Linked DNA regions of Mus musculus: all the other regions are linked to region 1. The links are chromatin contacts, called in public Hi-C and HiChIP or PLAC-seq maps. All regions are on one chromosome and are shown on one strand. The core of a region is the stretch at or near the end of the contact, and the rest is flanking DNA. Distances in the headings are between cores, read along the strand shown. Region 1 holds the start of Mybbp1a (MYB binding protein (P160) 1a). Region 2 holds the start of Pitpnm3 (PITPNM family member 3). Region 3 overlaps Ankfy1 (ankyrin repeat and FYVE domain containing 1).

Evidence for each region. Hi-C and Micro-C count contacts between places; a contact is called where the count stands out from the background. HiChIP or PLAC-seq counts read pairs in DNA pulled down with a chosen protein or histone mark.
Region 2: a Hi-C map of embryonic stem cells shows a contact between it and region 1, with 2.1 times the contacts expected there. The contact joins the promoter of Pitpnm3 here to the promoter of Mybbp1a in region 1. A contact is called at or near these places in 2 of 484 Hi-C or Micro-C datasets (both in embryonic stem cells), 1 of 115 datasets of contacts at active chromatin or transcription factors (embryonic stem cells) and 1 of 9 other capture datasets (adipose tissue).
Region 3: an H3K4me3 HiChIP or PLAC-seq map of bone marrow-derived macrophages shows a contact between it and region 1, with 4 times the contacts expected there. The contact joins the enhancer-like site here to the promoter of Mybbp1a in region 1. A contact is called at or near these places in 1 of 39 promoter capture datasets (hippocampal neurons), 4 of 115 datasets of contacts at active chromatin or transcription factors (acute myeloid leukemia, bone marrow-derived macrophages and extraembryonic endoderm stem cells) and 3 of 9 other capture datasets (adipose tissue, liver and pancreatic islet).

Annotation. Positions count from the first base shown.
Region 1 is chr11:72,438,714-72,442,995 of GRCm38.p6, reverse strand. It overlaps Mybbp1a (MYB binding protein (P160) 1a), which reads right to left and starts at 1,669. Exons shown (of 26, transcript NM_016776.3): 1 at 1,421-1,669; 2 at 1,223-1,318; 3 at 513-596; 4 at 352-426; 5 at 143-250. The coding sequence starts at 1,612.
Region 2 is chr11:72,134,625-72,138,620 of GRCm38.p6, reverse strand. Pitpnm3 (PITPNM family member 3) reads left to right here and starts at 2,732. Exons shown (of 20, transcript NM_001024927.2): 1 at 2,732-2,967. The coding sequence starts at 2,946.
Region 3 is chr11:72,750,435-72,754,443 of GRCm38.p6, reverse strand. It overlaps Ankfy1 (ankyrin repeat and FYVE domain containing 1), which reads right to left. Exons shown (of 25, transcript NM_009671.5): 14 at 3,890-4,009; 15 at 2,211-2,379; 16 at 726-844; 17 at 1-107. Among named protein-coding and RNA genes, the nearest start is that of Gm46287, 12 kb to the left of the region's middle. Within about 2 kb of position 2,238, at least 46 of the 459 cell types and tissues checked have an H3K27ac peak or open chromatin away from gene starts, as enhancers often do. A contact at or near this core is called in bone marrow-derived macrophages, where this site is marked.

The DNA of each region.
Region 1 (4,282 bases), core at 420-2,919:
ATAGTTGGTGAGAGAGGAATAACAAACAAACAAACAACCTCCTCATACCAGTTGCATGGTCAAACCATCTGTCCTCATCATGTTCCTACCCAAATCTTTTCAACGTTTCCCAAATCAGACGGCATGACTTGTGATTCTCTACCTCAGAGAGGATGTCCACCAGAGCCTTTATTGGCTGTCCCTGTAAGTGGTTGGGGTGTTGGGACAGGATCTTCAGCAATTGCACGGACTTCATCAGGGCCTCTTTGTCCTGGTATCCACAGAGAGCAAAAGGTGAAGAGCAGGGTCTGTTACCATCTGTTCCCCTCCAGCCCTAAACCAGTCCCTGCGCCCCGTGCCAAAAGCTCTTACCTTCACTAGGCGGCCTGACTGAAAGAGGGCTAGCACTCCAAAAAGGTTTGCAAAGAGACTAGGTCTCATCATTGCCTAGAAAAAGATTGAAAACACAGGTGAAGAGGGTCCCTCCCCATAGCTGTTCAGGAGCAGGTTGTCTGTCTGGGAATCTCACGCACCTTGTTCATGGCTTGTAGGCTGTATTTTTCTTGTATCTGATCCAGGATGTCACACAATGGGATGTCTTCAAAAGACTGCAACAGCTACCAGGCAAGACCAGAAAGAGCTCAGGAGTGGCCCAGGGACAACAAACCAGACCAAGTCCATTTCCCTCCTTCAGCTTTCCCCAATATAATCTCCGTGCTCCTCCCATCCCTCACAAGCGCTACTGCTTTCAAGGGACCACATCTTACATGGCTAAGCCCCACCTCCATCAAGGCTTCAGAAGGCCTAGGCTGCTTCTGTACCTCTTGGGAAAACCCATCCCATCCAAAGATCCTGTTCTGAGTTGCCTTGAGGCTGGTTAGTCTTCATTGCTTTTTGCTGTACAAATTTCTACGTGGTCTGTCATCAGTTGCCTTCCTAACCTGGAGGCGGCTCCCCAACCTTGCAGAAATCAACCTCAAAGTTCACTACTTCCAGTAACTGTAGCTAATACTCTGTAGCTGATAAACGTGTATCAGAAAGAAAACGTGTTCAACTCTTCCACCTGCCTGGACTTTGCTGTACATAGGCCATGTTTTGGCACTTCCTCCCACCCAAGTAAGGATGCCTGTATCCCCTCTGAAGCATCTCGGATTTCTTCTTACCCCGCAGCTTCGGTGCCCCCTACCCTTAGACGCCACCTTTGCCCAGCGAGATCGTGCCCTTGCCAGACACACAGTCTCACCTGTGCCAGCGCCAGGCTGTAGCAGGGCCTAGCGGCTTCTCGGCCCACCCCAAGCCCAGTGATTAGGCGCTTCAGGGCATATTTCATCTCCGAATCCTACGGAACCAAGAACATCCCTCGTGTTCAACAGTGATCTGAAGGGCCCACCCCTCCCCCTTGCATCCAGAGCCACGATGGGCCTGGGCCCCTCCATCATACATTGGGCCTTGTGCGCAAGTACTCCAACAACTTCTCCGTGGCCCGGAGCCGCGTTTCCTGATCCGGTTTCGCAATGTCCCAGAAGAAGTCCAAGAACTCGCGGCTGTGCTCCAGCAGGCTGTGGCGGTCGCTTTGCGCCGCTTCTGCGGGAGTCGCAGGCTCAGCTTTCGTGGGGCTCTTCATCTCCGCCATGCTGAGCCAAACACGTGGGCTCAGAAGACAGTCACTTCCAGGTCAGGTCTCGGCGCCTGCGCACTGGGACGTCCGAGTGAGGGCGGGGCCTAGCAGGTTGGAAGTGGCTTCCGTACGGCCTTGCCTTTCCCTTGTGGCTGTGGGTGGAGCAGAGTGTTCTCACACGCGCGTGTGCTCAGAAACTGATGCTTCGATCTCTTCCTTTAACCTGGAGGAGTTCCTGACGACCGGAGGTGCAAACAAATCCACGAAAAAGCCGTAGTATGATCTCTTCCCAGACCCGGGTCTGCTCGCGATCTAGTCCGAGACATCCGCTATTATTCCGCTTTTATTGTGTGCATCCGAACAAAGCCGCGGCTTCTGTGGACTTCCTTTCTAGTGGGAAGAGATGGTTGATGAACGAGTAGACAAATACATTTTAAATGATAGTTATGAGGAAAATAAGGAATGTAGGGAGCAGAGGGAGCCTTTTAAATGTTAAAAAACGTGAAAACATCGCCTGTTAAAAATTAAAGGGAGGGGCTGGAGAGATGGCTCATCGGTTAAGAGCTCTGACTACTCTTCCAGAGGTCCTGAGTTCAGTTCCCAGCAACCACATGGTGGCTCACAACCATCTGTAATGGGATCCAATCCACTCTTCTGGTGTGTCTGAAGACAGATACAGTGTATTCATAAAAATAAACAGCCGGGAGGTGGTGGCACACGCCTTTAATCCCAGCACTTGGGAGGCAGAGACAGGCGGATTTCTGAGTTTGAGGCCAGCCTGGTCTACAAAGTGAGTTCCAGGACAGCCAAGACTATACAGAGAAACCCTGTCTCGAAAAACCAAAAAAAAAAAAAAAACAAAAAACAAAAAAAAAAATAAAATAAAATAAACAACATTTTCTTAAAAAAAAAAAATTAAAGGGAAGCCGGGCATGGTGGTGCACACCTTTGATCCCAGCACTTGGGAGGCAGAGGCAGGTGGATTTCTGAGTTCAAGGCCAGCCTGGTCTACAAAGTGAGTTCCAGGGCAGCCAGGGCTACACAGAGAAACCCTGTCTCGAAAAACCAAACCAAACCAAAACAAAACAAAACAAAAAAAACCAAAAAACCCAAAACCACACACACACACAAAAACAAAACCAAAAAAAAAATTAAAGGGAAAATTCTATAGATTCTAAGATTCTATTTAAGAGACCATGACAAGACTGACATGTGAGCTGACAGCTGAGGGACAAGATGGGCTCTATTGTCCCCAGGGCAAAAATCTAAGAGCAGGCCAAGGACATTTCTTCTACAGAGGCCACTCATCTCTTACGGGAATGAGGTCAGTAAGGTGAGGAGGAGGACTCAGGTGCCAGGAGCAAGGTTATATAGAACCCAGGGCCAGGCTCAAGGGTTCAGAATTTCTTCAGAGAGTGCAGGGAGGATTTACATCTGATTTACAGTTTTAAAAGGTCAACTGTTAGCTGAGAGCAGCCACAGCCCGTGGCTGTGAGTACCGAGGCAGTGAATTATGCTGGAGTAAGGCCTTGGCTAACCTATGGCAAATGTCAACGTAGGCGATGACCTGGGCCAAAGGAGATGATTTGCTAGAAAGGACACCAGGCTAAAAGCTAAAATCGTTGAATAGATGGTGGAATCATTGCGCCTAGCAATGTTTTGTCTGAGAGAGAAGTGGAGATGGTACAATTAAGAGCTCTGCTAGCTTGGGTTTGGGGATATGGTATGGAAATAGAACACCAGCCAAGCACATCAGTGCTCTAAATTTGATCCCCAAGCCAACAAAACAAAACAATTAGCTGACTGTGTTGGTGATCCTGTAATCCCAGTGCCTGGGCCAGACTGGATTACACAGGGAGACTCTGCCTTAAAAAACAAAATTATAGAGACAAGGGATATGGCGTGTTAGTGAAAAGCACTTACTAAACCGGGCGCGGTGGTGCACGCCTTTAATCCCAGCACTCGGGAGGCAGAGGCAGGCAGATTTCTGAGTTTGAGGCCAGCCTGGTCTACAGAGTGAGTTCCAGGACAGCCAGGGCTATACCGAGAAACCGTGTCTGGAAAAAAAACAAAACCAAACAAACAAAAAATCACTTACTACTATTGCAGAGGATCAAGGTTCAGTTCCCAGCACCCATATAGCAGCTCACATCTGTAACCCCAGTTACAGGGGAGCCAAAGCCCTCCTCTGACCTCAGACAGAAGAAGCATGTGGGACATGTGCATATATGCAGTTCACACACACACAGAAGATAAAAGCATCTTTTTTTTTTTTTTGAGACAGGGTTTCTCTGTGTAACTCTGGCTGTCCTGGAACTCACTCTGTAGACCAGGCTGGCCTCGAACTCAGAAATCCACCTGCCTCTGCCTCCCAAGTGCTGGGATTAAAGGCTTGTACCACCACTGCCCGTCTAAAAGTATCATTTTAATTAAAAAAAAAAATTAAACCCTCAAACCCTTAAATAAGAATTTCCTTTCTCTTTGTCAGGTAGGGGAAGTGCTACTGGGTGTCCTTGCTCTTGGCCTGAGGAACTATTTCTAAAGGGTTGTATTCAAGAGATCTCAGAGATCAGGAACAACCCAGTTCCAGCCCTTCTGTACCCAGGGGAACCTCCTACTCATTTTCCCAACCCTTCTCTGCTCTGCCATCTGTTCTACACGTGAAACTAAGAGATTTACCTTGTG
Region 2 (3,996 bases), core at 1,483-3,982, 310 kb after region 1:
AGGGATCATCCCGACACCAGACCCCCTCTGCCTACCTACCTGGACCACATCTGCGCCTAAGCCTAGTCTGGCCCCTGTTCCTTCTCTCCAGTTATCCAGGTTTTAATATTTGCCTGGGCTGGCTGCAAAGTGGTTGGCCACTATCATGGCAGAAGCACTGTGAACCCAGAGAAGGAAGCCCAGAGACAGTCACAGTCTCATTAGGAGCTGGAGGCCTAGGAGACACCACAGGCTCCAACTCCTCCCTCCACCAGGCAGTGAGGTCAGCTGCTGCAAATTGCTAGTTATTCTTTTCTTCAATTAAGGACAATTCTTCTGATACAGGAAGTTAACTCCCACCAGCTAATCTAACAGCCTTGAGTCCCGATGTGTCTGCTCTGTCTGAAGGCAGGCCAGAGCTGCCTTGACAGTCACTCCAGGTCTGTGCAAAGAAGCTGCCTGAGAGGCCAGGCTGTGCAAGCCCTACTGGGCTCCATGCCCACCTCTCAGGGGAGCCTCACACTGGGAGGGGTTGCAGGGAAGGCATAGAGGGGGAGCCAGGTAGCTTGCTTATAGAATGTGAGATGCTTTGCAAGTACCTATCTGCTTGGCACCTCACCTGTATGGTCCACCCACCCCTTCCCAAGGCCAGTAGTCTAGGATTTGGGATGGACAAACTCAGAGAGGAAAGTCTTAGGGGCTCCTATCACTAGTAAGCAGATATGTTTTCCTGGGTCTGTGTCCATGTGAATATGCACACAGATATTCATATACACATCTACTCATGTACATACATGCACACACACATACACACACACACACACACACACATACACACACATATATACACACACACATACACACACACACAGCTATGCCAGGAAACAGGACTGCTGTCAACCTGTGGTCACTGTTCCTGCTGAGAGCCACAACCTGGGGAGGTACTTAGGCCTAACTGTGTCCCTTCTGTGACAGGTTCATTATGTCTTCTGTAGTCAGTGGTGTCCACTGTCACTACTTATGGACCCACAGACCAGGTGGCCAAATGGAGACATTATACAAACTGCTAAGCTTCTGAAATTCCCAGAGCCTCAGGGAAGTGTAAGAAGGAGGAGACCCAGAGGGACAGAGCTCAGGCCTGAAATGGAATTCTGTAGGACAGTGAATTGTCTTAGCCTGTTTCCTCTGCATAAAGTGGGGTGACACAGTACACCCCAGAGGGTACATCCAGACTTAACAAAAGTTCACACAGAAAGCCACACAGACTGCAGTTCCAATATGGGGGAGCACTCCAGAGTTAGAGGTAGAAAGGTGGTATCCGTGCCCTCCCTGCTAGTAGCCAGTGGCCTGAGATGGTGAACAGCTTTGGATCCAGGACTTTGGGGCTTCTGAACTTCCATGTCTACAAGATGTGTTGCTGTCCCACTCTGGAGTCCTTGGGACTAAAGGGTTTTTTGAGAGGTGAGACAGTCATAGCTAAAACTAAGATGGAGAATCTTTGTCAAAGCATGCTAGCTAGCTGTCGTGAGTGAAGGCACGTTGTTCGGTCTGCACAGAGGACCCTAGGAAAGCCTGGTTTGGTAGATGAGGCATCAGAAAGCAGGGAGAGGTCCATGAGTAGGCGATACAGACTTCCTTTCGCTGAGGTGAAGAACTTTGTTGCTGCTAGCTCTGTGCAAAAGTTTCGGGAAGACTCTTGCCTGAGGCTGAGCCTTTGATAGACTAAAGAGGGAGTGTAAGGCTGATTAACCTGGATAGGCTGAAGGAGTCAAAGCCCAGAAATGGGTGTGTCCCGTAGAGGCCCCTTGTGTGCTTTGTTTCTATGGGGCAGTGGATGGGGCACTTAAGTCCTGGCTGGCCTAGGGGTGGAACTGTCTAGTGCCCAGTGTGGGTGCTTGGCTGCAGACTGTGGGAGAAAAACAGGCTTCAGGGAAGGCCCAACAGTCCTCTAAGGAGCCTAGCCCTCACCCTAACCGTCAGCAGGGAGGAAGTGGCCTCGCCTGGAACTGAGCTAGGGAGCCGACTGCTCTCTCCAGGACCCTACCTTCTAGGCCCCATCTAAAACGACTGACCATCTCCTGTGGATCCCCTGACTGCAGTGGGCAGAAACCACAATTTAAATGTCTCAGGAGGCCCGCTAATTAGAATGTCAGCACTTCTGTGAGAAAGTGTTAGGGGGACACACTGCTTTCTGCCAGGCTCCCCACAAACTCTGCTTAGCGTTTACTGGCAGGTGGGGTTTGCAGGTTTAACGGATCCTTTAGTGCTAAAGGACAAAAGCTTTCCTCTCTTGAGACTAGAGCAGATGCAGGCATCCAGCATCCCTGGAGTTGGGAGCTGATGGAGAAGTCCCCTCTCATCTCTGCGAGACTTCGTTCTAGGTTTCTCAGTCTCCTGGGTCCTGGTCTTCCTTGCTCTCCCTGTCCTCACAGACTCTAGCCAGCTCCGATTTCCTTGAATTTCTCTCTCTCCCAAGGGTGTTTCTGCCCTAGGAGCGCCTCTTTCTGGTGCCTTGTCTCAGGGTCACTGCGCCCCAGGCTCGCAGTCCATGTCTTCATCCCTGCCTGGCCCGCAGCGTCTCCGAGCTGTAATCCGGAGTCTGTCTACGTCTGTCTTTCAGCGAGGGTCGGGGTCTCAGTGGCCGCAATCAGTGGGCTGCGCCTCCCGCGCGCTGCGGTGGCCGCGCGGCTCCGGGCGGGGGTGCGGGCCCGCGGGGGCGGTGTCGGGCGCCTTCCGTCGTCAGTCCCTCCCCGGCGGCGCGGAGGGGGGGCGGCGCGGTCGCCGCTCGGCTCCTTTAAGGGAGCGGGAGGGAGCGGCGAGGCGGCGGCGGTTGCGGTGGAGGCGGCCGAGCGAGCGGGGCGGGGGCGCGGGGCGCGGCGCCCGGAGAGTCCGCTCCGGCCGAAGGCGCCGGGGCCCGGCCGGGAGCGAGCAGCGCCGGCAGCACAGCGGAGCCCGCCGCCCGGGACATGGCCAAGGCGGGCAGCGCAGGTGAGCGCGGCGCGGGGCGCTCGGCGGGTGGCGGGAGGGATCGCTCGGCCCAGGTGAGCCCCCCAACCAGGTGGGCGGAGGCACAGTGACCGCGGCGACCCGCCCGGACCCCGGGGCGTGCATAAGGGGCTCCGCGCGCCCTGCGTCCTTCCCGCGCCCCCAGTCACCTCGTGGGACACCGCATCCCGCTTGCCCCGCTGCACTGGGTCAGGTCCACGGCTCCTCAGTCCAGTCGGCAGTTCGGAGCTGTCGCTGCCCTCCGGGAGACCGGGGGAGTAGACCCCGGCACCGGAACCCAAAGGGGATGTCCCGCGGTCGCTGATCCATCCCACGCCCCAACAAACCAGGACGCGCCCCCTTGTCCTGTCACTCTCTATCTTGGATGCGACAGTCCCCCGCCCCTGCCACCAGCTGGGTTAAGAGACCCAGATTACTGGTCCCGTCGCTGGAGGGGTACACTATGGCTGGGGAGCCTCCCCGCCTCCCACCTGACCCAGAGGCAGAGCCTCAGGTGCCGGGCTAGGCAGGCGGGGCCTCTGTTGGGGTCCCATGGGCTCGGCTCTCCTGCAAGCTCAGAGCTGTAGCCCAAGGATCCCAGGGAGTAGGTGTTAGTCGTCCCTTCATTCATCCAGTCAGGCGTTCATTCACCAGCATCTGCTCTGATGTCAGGCCCTGTGAGTTGGTTAGGACCTGGAGGGGACCAGGTTTAGCCCCGGACTCCCCACTCTGTGCCCTGGACCCCTACAGTGCCCTAAAAGGCCAAGTTGAGGAAAGCCAGTGTTCATAGGGCTGGCCACAAATGGATGAGGCTGGTCTCAACAGTCCTGAGCTTGGGAGCTCTGGCGTGTGAGAATCTGCCATGAACTCACTCCCAGCCTGTGACGTTGGCAGGTGCCATGCCATCCCCGTGGGGCCTGGTGTGAACCCCACTTCTCCACCCATAGGCATGGCAAAGATGGAATGAACATGACCACCTGCCCGCACTCTAGATGTGAGTGCCATTGAACTGCCTGCGACCCTGGGACAGGT
Region 3 (4,009 bases), core at 989-3,488, 310 kb before region 1:
CTAGTCCCCATGAGGCTGCCAAATGCAGGGGAGTCTGTCCATCCCTTGCTTCCTCTTCTCCTTCTCCATTAGTACCTGGTTGTCTGGGACTATTCACGTCACAGCCACTGAAGTAGGGAAACAGAAGGTCACCCTCCACCCTGCCCAGCAGAAAGTGCTAGAGAACCACAGCTTCACCACTAACAAAGCCTTCATCGTCACACCCTGCTAGCCTGGTCCTCAGCATCAAGCCCTCGGGGACAGGGAGCTACTGCCATAGCCTCTCTTATTATATTGGACTTAGGGCAGCCTGGGAATCAGAACTGTTGCAGCCTTAAACTTTGAGAACCACTATTCATAAAGTTTCCCAGGTTACCTTGCCTCTCCATTTCCCACTCTCTAAGAGGGTTATGAACCTTTTATGATTCACGTGTCATGGTGGTACCCAGATAAGCCCATTTGGCCTCCTTTACCCTAACTTTCTGATGGCACAGTGGGAACTGTTCTGAAGGTCAAAGCAATCTCCAAAGCAGAAGATTGTTTTGATCTGGGCATGTGAAATTTTTGGCTCCCTACCTAGCTTGGTTCTCTGATGACTTGACATGACAAAGCAGTGATCCTATGATAATCTTAATTATTAAAGTCAAAGCCAGCTACAGGCATGTCAAGACTGAGGTAACCTAACATAAAAAAGAGGTAGTTTGCAGTAAGCTGAGTAAAAAGAGAGATACTTTGGCTTTTCAGACCTGCGAATAAGAAAGCAGGCAGTAGACTCATTGTTTTCATCAACGGCTCTATGCAGAAGTGTCTGAAGACACCCACTGGGTCCTGGGCCCCAGCATGTAGCATCGCAACCATGTCTGACCTGCAGAGAAACACAGTTTTCTCACAAGCATTGCCGAGCAAAAGGGAAAATGTTTATTTTCAACTTTGCGCAATTACTTTTCAGATAAGACATGGTTAACAAGTAACTGATATCATTATTATAAACACTCATTAGTATTATAAACCTTGATTAAAATCTCCTCTTTGAGAGCTGAAGAGATGATTTAATGATTAGGAGCACTGGCTGATCTTCTAGATGACCCAGGTTTGATTCTCCATCCCCACACTGTAATTCACAAATTTGTTAGTTCTAATTCCAGGGGATCTGATGCCCACATTTTGGCCTCCATGAGCACCAGGAATGCACATAGTGCACAGATGTACATGCAGGCAAAATACCATCCACATAAAAATTAAATATAATCTGCTCTTTGTAAATTCTTACACTAGGTCCTAGGGGTATGTTTTTCAGAAATAGACATTAGTGCCTCTACAGGTGGGTTCTACTCAGGACAGTTCCTGTGACTTTGTGTACTCCAAAGTCCCTCAGCAAAGCACACCTGAAATTAATAGGCAATCCCTCAAAACAGTTTTAATAAACACGTCAGGCTAAATGGCTCAGTGTCATACTTCAGGCCCTCAGAGTGATAAATGAGAAACCCCAGGTTTACCTCTCCTTTAGATCTGTTTTGTCAACAATACAGACAAACCCAAAATTTGGGGATTTATTAATATGGTGATAATAACAGCAGCAAATCAAGCCCCCACCAGGAAGGAGACGCCTGAGGCAATCCCCCTCCTCTAGCACTCCTTTCTGTAGTCTCTTAAAGACAGCTCACACAAAGTGCTGGCCGCACCAACATGAATCTCACACTGCCTTCCCTCTCACCCTATACAGAGCCCTATTATATAGCCCTAGCTAGTCTGAAACTTGCTTTGTAGACTAGGCTGATCTTGAACTCAGAGATGCCACTGCCTTACCTGCCCAGTACTGGAATTAAGGTGACTACAATCCATGCCTCACTGAACCTCTAACTTCTTTAGACTTATTCTATTTTTATGCATATGCACACTTTTCCTGCATGCATGTCTGCACACCCATATGCACGCCTGGAGCCTGCTTAAGTCAGAAGAGAGCATCATATTCCCTAAATTGGAGTTATGATTGCAAACCCCCATGTGGGTGCTGGAAGTCAACTCTGGATCCTTTGCAACAAGTGCCTTCATCTATCTCAAGCCCTATAATCTTGGACTTCCTTCATAACATAATTTTCCACTGCTTGTCCTTGACTTGGATTTGTTGCTTGGCTGACCTTTTGCTTCTGTAATGCTACACAGGCAACCAATCCATATTTGACACAACATACCCTCATCTGTAAGCAGAGGCTCTGTTTTGCATGACTCACCAGAGTGGAAGCAATGTCCTCCAGATTACTTGCCAAGGCAAGCCACAGTGGTGGGTTCCCTTTTTCATCTGGCACAGACATGTCAGCTCCTCGAGTACATATGGCATCAACCACTAGTGGGAGCTGATGTTTGATGGCCAGCTGGAGGGCAGTCTCCCCGTCCTGAGTCCTATGAAGGAAGACATAATCACCACAATTAAAACCAGTGCTTCTAATGGCAGCCAAAGAAAGCAGCACCAGCACCCTACAGGTCTGCCAAGCCTACATGCCTCTGGGTCCATTACACCCACTTCAGTTAGTCTCTAGAATGCTCTCAAGAAAATCAAACCTGCTGGCTGTTGTTTTTACTGAGCTGTTTTAAGAAAATGAAACCATGTCTCTCTATTGTACTCTAGAAAGCAAACAAACAGAGCTAGAGATACAGCTTGGCTGTAGGGTGTTTGTCTAATATACATGAAGCCCTGGCTTGATCCCCAGCATACAATGGGTGCAATCTTAGCACTTGAGAGAAGTGGGGAGGAAGATCAGAAATTTAAAGTTATCCTTAGAGAGTTGGGAATCTGGTATACACAAGAATGTCTCAAAAACCAAACAAACAAAACAAAAACCAACCAAACAAACAAACAAAACCCCCACACTTCATTCCCCCCACTCTGTAATTCAGGATCATTTAACACTGGAAATTCAGAAAGGATCCTGTGAATACACAAAGATAAAAGTCTGAGGCTGGAAAGATGGCTCAGCGGATCTGTTAACCTAGCCTGACACCTGAGTTTGATCATCAGAACACATGTGGAGAAATAATAGACTCCCCCACAAGCCCTCTGACCTCTACAACACACTGAAGAACATGTGGATACATCGCACATGTGCTACGTAAATATTTAAATTTAAAACCTAAAGCCTTTTTTTCCTTTAAGCCTGCTTGTAGTTTAGTTGTTTAGTTATTGGAGTGTTCTTTGTTGCAACTGACATTTATTAAAGGTTGATTTTTGGACCATCCTTTATAACAAGATTTGTGTGATTTTGTGCACTGGCCCTGACAGTTACCGAGAAGGACAGAGTACAGTTGGTTATGGCTGTACATGTCCACAGATCATACCTATAACCCGTGTCTGCACTTTTTATAACAGAACATGAAGTAGGGACTGAACCTGGAGCATTAAAGGTGTCTGACAAGTGCCCTATCATTGAGCTACCCCATCATCTTGTTTCTGTATGCCACCTGCTTTGAGGTCCTGGGACAGAATACAGGGGTCAGAGCTCTCTACTTAAGTGCTATGTTCCTAGCCTCTTTATTGTTTGCTTTTAGGGACAGGGTTTCACTATAGACCAGGCTGGCCTTGCACTCCCAGAGGCTTGTTTGCCTTTTCCTCCAGAGTGCTGGGATTAAAGGTGTACACTACCATGCTCGGTTCTTAGCTCTTCTTAAATTTTTCATTTTGAAACACTTTTTCTACCTTGCAATCTCCTTCTGCCTTAGTCCCCTAAGAAGATGACATTATAGGCGTGCATCCAGTCCTGACTTCACTTGGACAGCCTGGGTGCCACTGTTTTTCCTTTTTTATGTAACCAGATTAAAAAAAAATTTTTTTTCCCCTCTAAGATCTAGGCTCTGACTCTGAAGCATCCCCATTACATATGACCTGGAGTTATGAGAGAGCACGCCACCGTCCTACCTGACATTTATATCAGCTTGGTGCTCCAGTAGGAAGAGAGCGCTCTTGCTGTCCTGCCGCTGTATGGCCATGTGCAGCAATGTCTGTCCATCTGACATGGTGTCATTGATAGAGGCTCCG